Linked DNA regions of Ovis aries: region 1 is linked to region 2. Evidence: chromatin contacts called from public Hi-C data. All regions are on one chromosome and are shown on one strand. The core of a region is the stretch at or near the end of the contact, and the rest is flanking DNA. Distances in the headings are between cores, read along the strand shown. Region 1 holds the start of SLC25A28 (solute carrier family 25 member 28). Region 2 holds the start of GOT1 (glutamic-oxaloacetic transaminase 1).

The links. A called contact is a pair of places that touch in the nucleus more often than the background predicts.
Region 1: a Hi-C map of tail adipose tissue shows a contact between it and region 2, with 2.2 times the contacts expected there. The contact joins the promoter of SLC25A28 here to the promoter of GOT1 in region 2. A contact is called at or near these places in 3 of 16 Hi-C or Micro-C datasets (muscle and tail adipose tissue).

What each region holds. Positions count from the first base shown.
Region 1 is chr22:20,403,406-20,407,060 of ARS-UI_Ramb_v3.0, forward strand. It overlaps SLC25A28 (solute carrier family 25 member 28), which reads right to left and starts at 1,943. Exons shown (of 4, transcript XM_012103183.4): 1 at 1,561-1,943. The coding sequence starts at 1,851.
Region 2 is chr22:20,239,285-20,243,206 of ARS-UI_Ramb_v3.0, forward strand. GOT1 (glutamic-oxaloacetic transaminase 1) reads right to left here and starts at 2,069. Exons shown (of 9, transcript XM_004020100.5): 1 at 1,894-2,069. The coding sequence starts at 2,011. LOC132658410 (a long non-coding RNA gene) reads left to right here and starts at 2,416. Exons shown (of 2, transcript XR_009598038.1): 1 at 2,416-2,588.

The sequences.
Region 1 (3,655 bases), core at 693-3,192, 160 kb after region 2:
AAATTGAAAAGCTGTGGTAATACTTCTAAGTCAGTCACTGTGGTAATATTTCTAAGTCAGTCACATTATTACATTGCATTTTTCAAGCCATTACTCTCCTTGATCCAGTTTTCATTTGCTACCCATCCTGAAAGACAGCACCCTAGACTATCTACTCTGAGACTCTACTCACAGTTCAAGTATAGTGAGGTTTACTTTGCAGTTAGATGTTAACTTTTGGATACACAGCGTCAACAACTCATAGTCATTCAATCTAGATTCTATATAAATGTCTGAGGAATCTTTTTAATTTGTACTTATCCGACATTTCAATGTTGTTAGAGCACTAGCCATCCTCTTACTCCTCTCTCATGGATTTTACTATTTATTTCTATTCCTCCCAAGTTAATACTCTCCTCCTGAACATGTAACCTTTCCCTAGTTTGAGAAGAAGACATACATCCAAGAGCTGTGAGAATATTTTTCGACTCTTACTCTTAACATGTAAAGGAAGAACCAGTCTCTGTCAGTATATTTATTTCAACAGTCCCCTTGAGTTTACTTCTCACTCAGCTTATTTAGTGGTGGCTCCTTTGCCAATGCACAAGAATAAGAACTGTAAAGAACAATGCATTCCCCCTCGTTACCCAGCTTTCTTCAGAAACACCTAGTCACTACCTAGTCTTGTACCCACTCAAGAGCCTGCTTGGTGTGGATGAAATTACTTTCACTTTCCCAGGAATCATGCCCTCAGGTTGGTCCCGTTTCATTTTCTTTACACTAACATCTACTTTCTTCACACTAACATCTATTTTCCAATACTGTCATGCCTCCCTTATAGGCAACTTTTCCCTTTTTGTCAACTTCAAGTGGCTAAAGATATACACTATGAGGTCCATCCCTCCTAGGAGGGGTGATGTGCTCCCTGCACACACACAACCCCAATCCCAGCTAAATTTTCATGTTCAGGAAATAGGTGGGGTATCAGGCCTGCTGCACTGAGAAACCGAAACTTTTTCCTGGTCTTTCTCATACTATTTCCAGTCAGGAACTCTGAATTCTGACTGTACAAAGATTTCCACTCACTCATTGATTAAGATTTAATAAGTAAATCTTTCATCTAGCTGAGATATCCCAGACTCTGGTTCCTGCCCTGTCACTTGTAAACACACAAGATTAGTTTGTAAAAGCAATCGGAACATCTCTAACTTTTAAGATCCTGTTCTGGGTCTTCAATAAGCGTTACCTTAATGAAGTTAGTAGCACTTACCTGTTCCTTTCCCATCCCACCCTATTCCTGTTTAGTCCCAGATGGGATCCAGGGTTTTGGCTGACAGATTTCCTTCCCAGAGTCCGGATTCAGATCTCACTGACGGTTAGAAATGGGTCCCGATTCCTGACTGGGATCAATTCCCGGCTGGGACCTTGCTTGCACGGAGTATCGGTCGAATAGTGGGGTGGTGGTAGGAGCCAGAAAGGAAACCCTGTCGGCTCCGGCTCTCGGCTGGGATCCTGGCTCCAGGCATGACCCAGGGGGTCGGGTCAGCCCCAGGTCGGGTTCGGAGCAGGTCCAGGTCTCACCTTGACGCAGTCGACGGGGTACATCACGCAGTGCTCCAGGATCCCTGCCACGGCGCCCGCCACCATGTGCGTGGTGACAGTGGTTCCAGCCGGCAGCGCCTCGTAGTCCGGGCCGGAGTCCGGATCCTGTCGTACAGGGGGCCTGCAGGCCCCGGCCTCCCCGCCGCTGGCCCCCCGGCCCACGCCCCGCTGCAGCCACCCGTCCAGCAGCGCCGACTCCCCGGGGCTCCGCCCCGGCCCAGCCGCCGGCCCCCCCGCCACACCGCCAGCACCCCGCCCCTCCAACTCCATCCACCCGGGCCAGCTGCGGCGCCCACCCTCGCCACCGCCGCCACTGCCGCCGCCGCCCCCCAACCCCGTCGCGTCTGCCTCAGGCGCGGCCCAGAGAGCCGGGGGCCTCCGGCTCCCGCTTGGCCCCGAGGACACGCCCCTCAGTCAGCCATTGGTGCAGCCGCCAAGTTAGCTCCGCCTCTTAGTTTACGTAAAAAAATATGTCTGTGGTATTAGTGAACTTGCCTGTCATTTCTTCGCCCCGCGGCGTTGCTACCGCTTAGATCCCACCCCTTCCCCTTTGATCTTGGAAGCTTCTTGTTTATTGGCCATTTGATTGGCCAGCATGTAAGATCAACCCGCCCTCCGACTTTTCTGGAGGGCGGGAGAAACTTAAGGCTGAACTTTGATAGGCTCAACCACCCTTGATGCTTTGACCCCGGCCATTGGCTAGCATCACGTCGGGATCTGATTGGCTACAGGAAGAGGGTGAAGCGCCCAGGGGCTATCGAGGCGGAATTTGGGCCCCAGACTGGCGCCGGTGGAGCTGTGTGCGCTGAAGGCTACATCGCTTTGGGGGGGTAGGGAGGGGGAGGGGGGGAGGGCGGTACTCGGCCTTCAAGGTCAAACCGCTGACTGGTGCCGTTAAGATCCGCGCTCAAGCGCCTGCCCCGAATCCCTAGACTCGCAGGTTGCGTGCGGACTGGTGGCCCTGGCGCGAGAGCTCTATTCCCGCGGGATGTCGGGCTGACGTGGGGCGGAGCCGGCCTGGGCTTGGCATCCCCTGGCGTGGCCCACCGGTCTGTCACGAAAGCTGTTGCGACATGCAGGCAGCGGCCGGTTAAACTCTTGTCAGGTCGGGAGTGTTGTTCCCTGTGGGCCATGTGCGGGCACACTCCTGAGGGCTCGGTGCTCCTCAGGCCCCAGAGTCACCCAGTAAACCCCCCAGTTCTTGAGTGAATGAGTTGGGAGACCTGCTGACGTTATACCCTGAGTCTAGCCGAGAACTGAGGCCGGGAAGAGAGCTGTCGACGTCGGGGCGGGAAGATTCAGAGACAATGACAGCTGGGGAGGCTGGGCAGGAGGCAGCTGCTGCCCAAACACAGCAGGAAAGTGCGTCAAATAGGGGAAGCTTGTCCCTAAACTGACTCACTGATGAGCCCCTTCCCGGTGACGATTCCTTTGTTTTAAGACGGCTCTCCCTCGCAGACAGGTGGGCTGGAGTCTCAGAGGGACGCTTATGGTTAAAGAACAATGTCAGCAGCCCCCAGCCTTGAGCATCACCTGGGCCGTGAGGATACACAGGTGGTGCTTTGCTATGGCTTCAGGCTGGGTTGATGAACACAGGCTTTCCGAACTCCGTCTGCCCGGCTTCAGTAACCCTTCACTGGATCGTGTTTGCACAAGTTTCTCCAGCGTTTCCAGATAGGTCTCTACTCCCACGTTTACTAAAATGATGATGTAATTGTGAACTTAAAAAAAAAAATCTGTTTCTAGCTTTTGCTTAGATAAGCAGTTTTTCTTTTTCTCTTTAAAGCTTAGCCCTTTTCTGGGCCTCCGAGTTTTTCATTTTTTAATTAACAAACTCACTTATTTTCTTCCTATTCAGCAATAGCTGTTTACCGTTTGGGTCTTGACCTTTTGAAAAATAATGAAACTACAAATCCTCATCCCTGCACCTCTGACCCTGTGCACACAAAATTTTGCCTATAATTTCTGAGTTTGCAGAGTCCCTAAAAGTGACTTGTGGACCCCCTAGGGGTCCATTAACTTCCAGTTAAGAAGCCTGGGTTTCGTAAAAAAGAAACTCACTCAATCCTGCTAG
Region 2 (3,922 bases), core at 819-3,318:
CCCAGGTACTTGACATGGCCTGTAATCCCAGCTCTCCCACTTACAGCCTATGACCTGGGCCAAAACGTTTCATCAATCCGGGCTTCAGCTTTCTTACCTCTAAAACAGCAATAGTAAGAGACAACCGTCCAGAATCATCCTGAGCACTTAATTCATTTGCTTGTAATAAAGAGAAAGAATTCCTTAGTTCTCACATGACAAAGACATTTTCACAGTTAAAGTGACCCCCATCTGGGCCGCAGAAAGCGCTTCTGAGTCAATCACTTCCAGCCTTAGCTGGCAGGGTTAATTTCTGCATTTATTTCTGAACCAAGGTTATTTCATTTTCCAGTTCTTGAGCTAAAAATTTTTACTCAACATCTTTTATGCGACCCACACAAAGAAATGCCAAAACAACCACAGTAATAGCTCGTACTTATATAACTCCTACTTAGGTGCCAGACACTGTTCTAAGCATTTTAAATGCATTTAATCCTCACCAAAAGGCTGTAGGATAGTTCAAAGGTAACTGAGCAAATAAAATCTGAGGTTTTAAAGAGATGTATTTAGATTAACATCAATACTAGTTCATCATGTTATACCCAGCTCTGAAGAAATACTTGGAGGTTCTGGATTGGTTTTAAATTAAGAGCTTGAAAAGTGCTCATTCCAATTCAATTCAAGGTCTTTCAATATCACCCCCACTTTGCTGCCTGCTAAAAGCATCACTTTCCCTCTGTGAGTGAAACTATGTACAACTGGCTTTTTATGCTTTATTGTGGAAAATTTCAAACATATACAAAAGTTGTGAGAATAATATAATGGATGCCCATTACCCAGCTTCATTACTTGCTGCTTCATTACCATGTACCCCTTACCTGTTTTTTCCTCATCCCTCCCCCATACTCCTTGGTGAAAACTTTACCAGATCCTATGAACAGACATTACTGTGGGACACCTGATTCTGAACCTCCTTCTTGCCACTGCTTCTCTTCTACAAAACACTTCAATTTTTCTCTTTCTGAAATTTCTAGTCCTTCTATTCTGTCTGTTCCCTAGCACAGAACATGATCCTACTCGTGCTCTCTTCCTTGGCTTGCTTTGTATGTCCTTGGGTAAGTGTTGGTGCGGCTGCAAACATCCCAACAACGTTGATAGAAATAACAAATTCAGAGAAGATTAAGAGTTAAAGGAACTTCAGAGGCACTCCAGTCCAGATCTTTTTCTTCGTAGTAATAAAAAAGAACCCAGTGCTCTCAGCTGTCCAAGGTCCAAGAAATACATGCAAGAAATTATGATAAGGATGTGTGGAAAGAAGCTTCTACTGTCCACGTTCTTTCCTCTCTTTTCCACCATCTCTACCCATTTCCACCACAGCCAAAACATTCTTCCCAGATCCCAAGGGAGCATTATCCTGTCTCAGAAGCATTTTAGATCTTTATTATTTCACTTAACACCTGCTGATTTTAATCTCCTTGGGGCTAAAACCAAGCTTCAGTCTTTCCTGAAGCTTGATAAAGTACCCGACTGATACAGAGCTCTGTAGGGCTAAGAGGTCTCCTTTATCCATCCCCCAGTAGCCAGGACTCCAAGCCTATCAGGCTTCTTATTTTTCTCCTTCTCCTTTCAATCCCTGACTGCCCCATTTCTTAAGAGGCGAAAGAATGCAGTGTAATACACAATGAACACACAATGCAGAATCAGAAAACATGAGTTTGTGTCTTGACTGCTACACCTATTCTGTGTGTAAACAGATACATCTCCCTTTTCCAGGGACTCCATATACAAGGGGCAGGTTGAACTAAGCCTCGGGGATCTTGCCTCGTCTCCAAGCTAGACCTCAGCATCTCCTACGGTCTCCCACAGCCCGCTCCACTCCCACGCTGCTCACACTCTTAGGCACTGCATCCTTACCTCCCACACCCAGATTGACCTTGCGGGGGTCTGGATCCTCCCGGAAGTCAGCAGTTAGCTTAAAGACAAGGACCGGCTGGGCCTGAGGAACCTCGGCAAAGATTGATGGAGGCGCCATAGCTAGAAAGCAGGAGTCGACTGAAAGCTTCCACCCAGCGCCTGGAGCCTCTCGGTCTGGTCCAACCCCGGCGACTGGAGGAGACTCTCACCTTCACCTAGCCGGCGGGGGCGGGCCCGCGGCCTCCAATGGTCGAGCCGCGTCCGGAGCTTGGCAACGCGATTAACCAATCGCGAGCTTCTGACTCAAAAAGGACAGGAGGGCGGGGATGCTATTAGCCAATCAAAGAAAAGACTCTTATTGGAGGCCGGTAATGATGCAACCAATGCAACGTACGCCGGCTGGGAGGGGGCGGGGATAGGATTGATTGGCAGAGCATGCTCCTATCGCTGAGGCCGTTGTTCCTTGGCCCTCCCGGGGCTGAGGGGAGGAGCCAAGCTGCGTAGCGAGGAGGCGGCCTCCTCGACCTTCAAGGGCCAAGAGGCCAGAGAGAGGTAGCTGACGGGAATTCTGAAGGACTGGCCTTCCGGTACCCGCGAAGCTGGTGTTCTCGTTGCCAGGCCCGGGAGTACGCACATTCCTGACCCAGCCTGGCCCGGCTCGGCTGGCAGCTAAATCCGGCCTCTGCGCACGGGACGTGAGTCCTCGGCCAGGACGTGCAGTTCTGGAGCCCTCGTGGACGACCTTGACCATCTCGATCGGCTGTTTTCCCCAGAGAGAAATATTAGTGGGCCTCCTGCCTTGGTTTCAGACAGGGGGCCATCCTACTAAAAGGAGAAGTGTCCAGGAATTCCTTTCTGCCACCCTTACAGTTTGAGATTTTTGCTCCCCTTGCCTTACTGAGAGCTTGGTCCTCAAGGACCTTCCGGATCCGGGCGCGGCCTCCCCCTCCAGCTTTTCTCCCACGCGGGCACTCAACCACATCTTGCTGTCGTCAGCTGGCCCGGACTCAAACTGTCTTCTTTTAGTCAGGCTGTTCTTTCCTCCCCAGCCCCTCTCTTCACCTGTTGACCTTCAAGATCCAGAGCAAATGCCTCTTCCATAAAGCTTTACTTTAACCCTCACTCCGCTTAAAATCCATCTCTCTTGCCTATGCTTCTGTATCTTGTTGGTAATATTTTAGAAAAAGCCCAGTTAAGAACCCAGCTCTGGAGGCAGACTACTTAGGTTTAGAGTCTAGCCCTACCACTTACCAACTCGGGCAAGTCTAGGCAAGTTATTTAACCTCTCAGTAAATGGAGACAATAGTACTTTCCGTAAGAGTTGTTGTGGGGATTATATGAGTTAATAAATATCAAGTGTTTAGTTGCACATAGTAAGCACTCACTAAATGTTGGCTATTGTCATCATTGCACATCTGCACACCCTTGGCTAGAGATCTTAGTATTAGTCTCCCTTAATTTCTTGCACTTAGTAAGTATTCAATAAATGGTGGGAGAACCTGTTCTTTTGGTTTTTCAGAAAAAAACACAATTCTTCAGCCTCGCTTCATTGGATAATATGACAAATCTCAAAATGACTCTTTCATTCAAAGTAACAAAGCCAGAAGACCTTTGTGCAACAGCTGCCAACCTTTGTATCATTTGCTTCTTTTCAGAAATTTAACCTCTAGTTTTAAAGGTCCACAGTGTTTCATTGACAGCGCTTTCCTTTAAGATTGCAAGTTCAACACTGAAGGTGAAATGACAATGAACTTTACGTGCTTCCCTAAGCAGAGGCAAAGGGCAACTGCTGAGTGGGATGTTCTATAGCCCAGCCTTCCCAAAGTTTGATTTAAAAGTATGGTCTTCACAGCACTGGCCAAAAATATCATGGTCACTATTTACGTCATTCACTGGGGGGAAAAACAACCCTAGGTTACCTCAACATTATCAGCTTAGCTAAGTCCAAATAAATATTGATTGGCAACCTAAACAACCCCATAACCAAATCAGTGCTGATGAGGGTAAAGTACCTTAAGCAGTTTTTCTT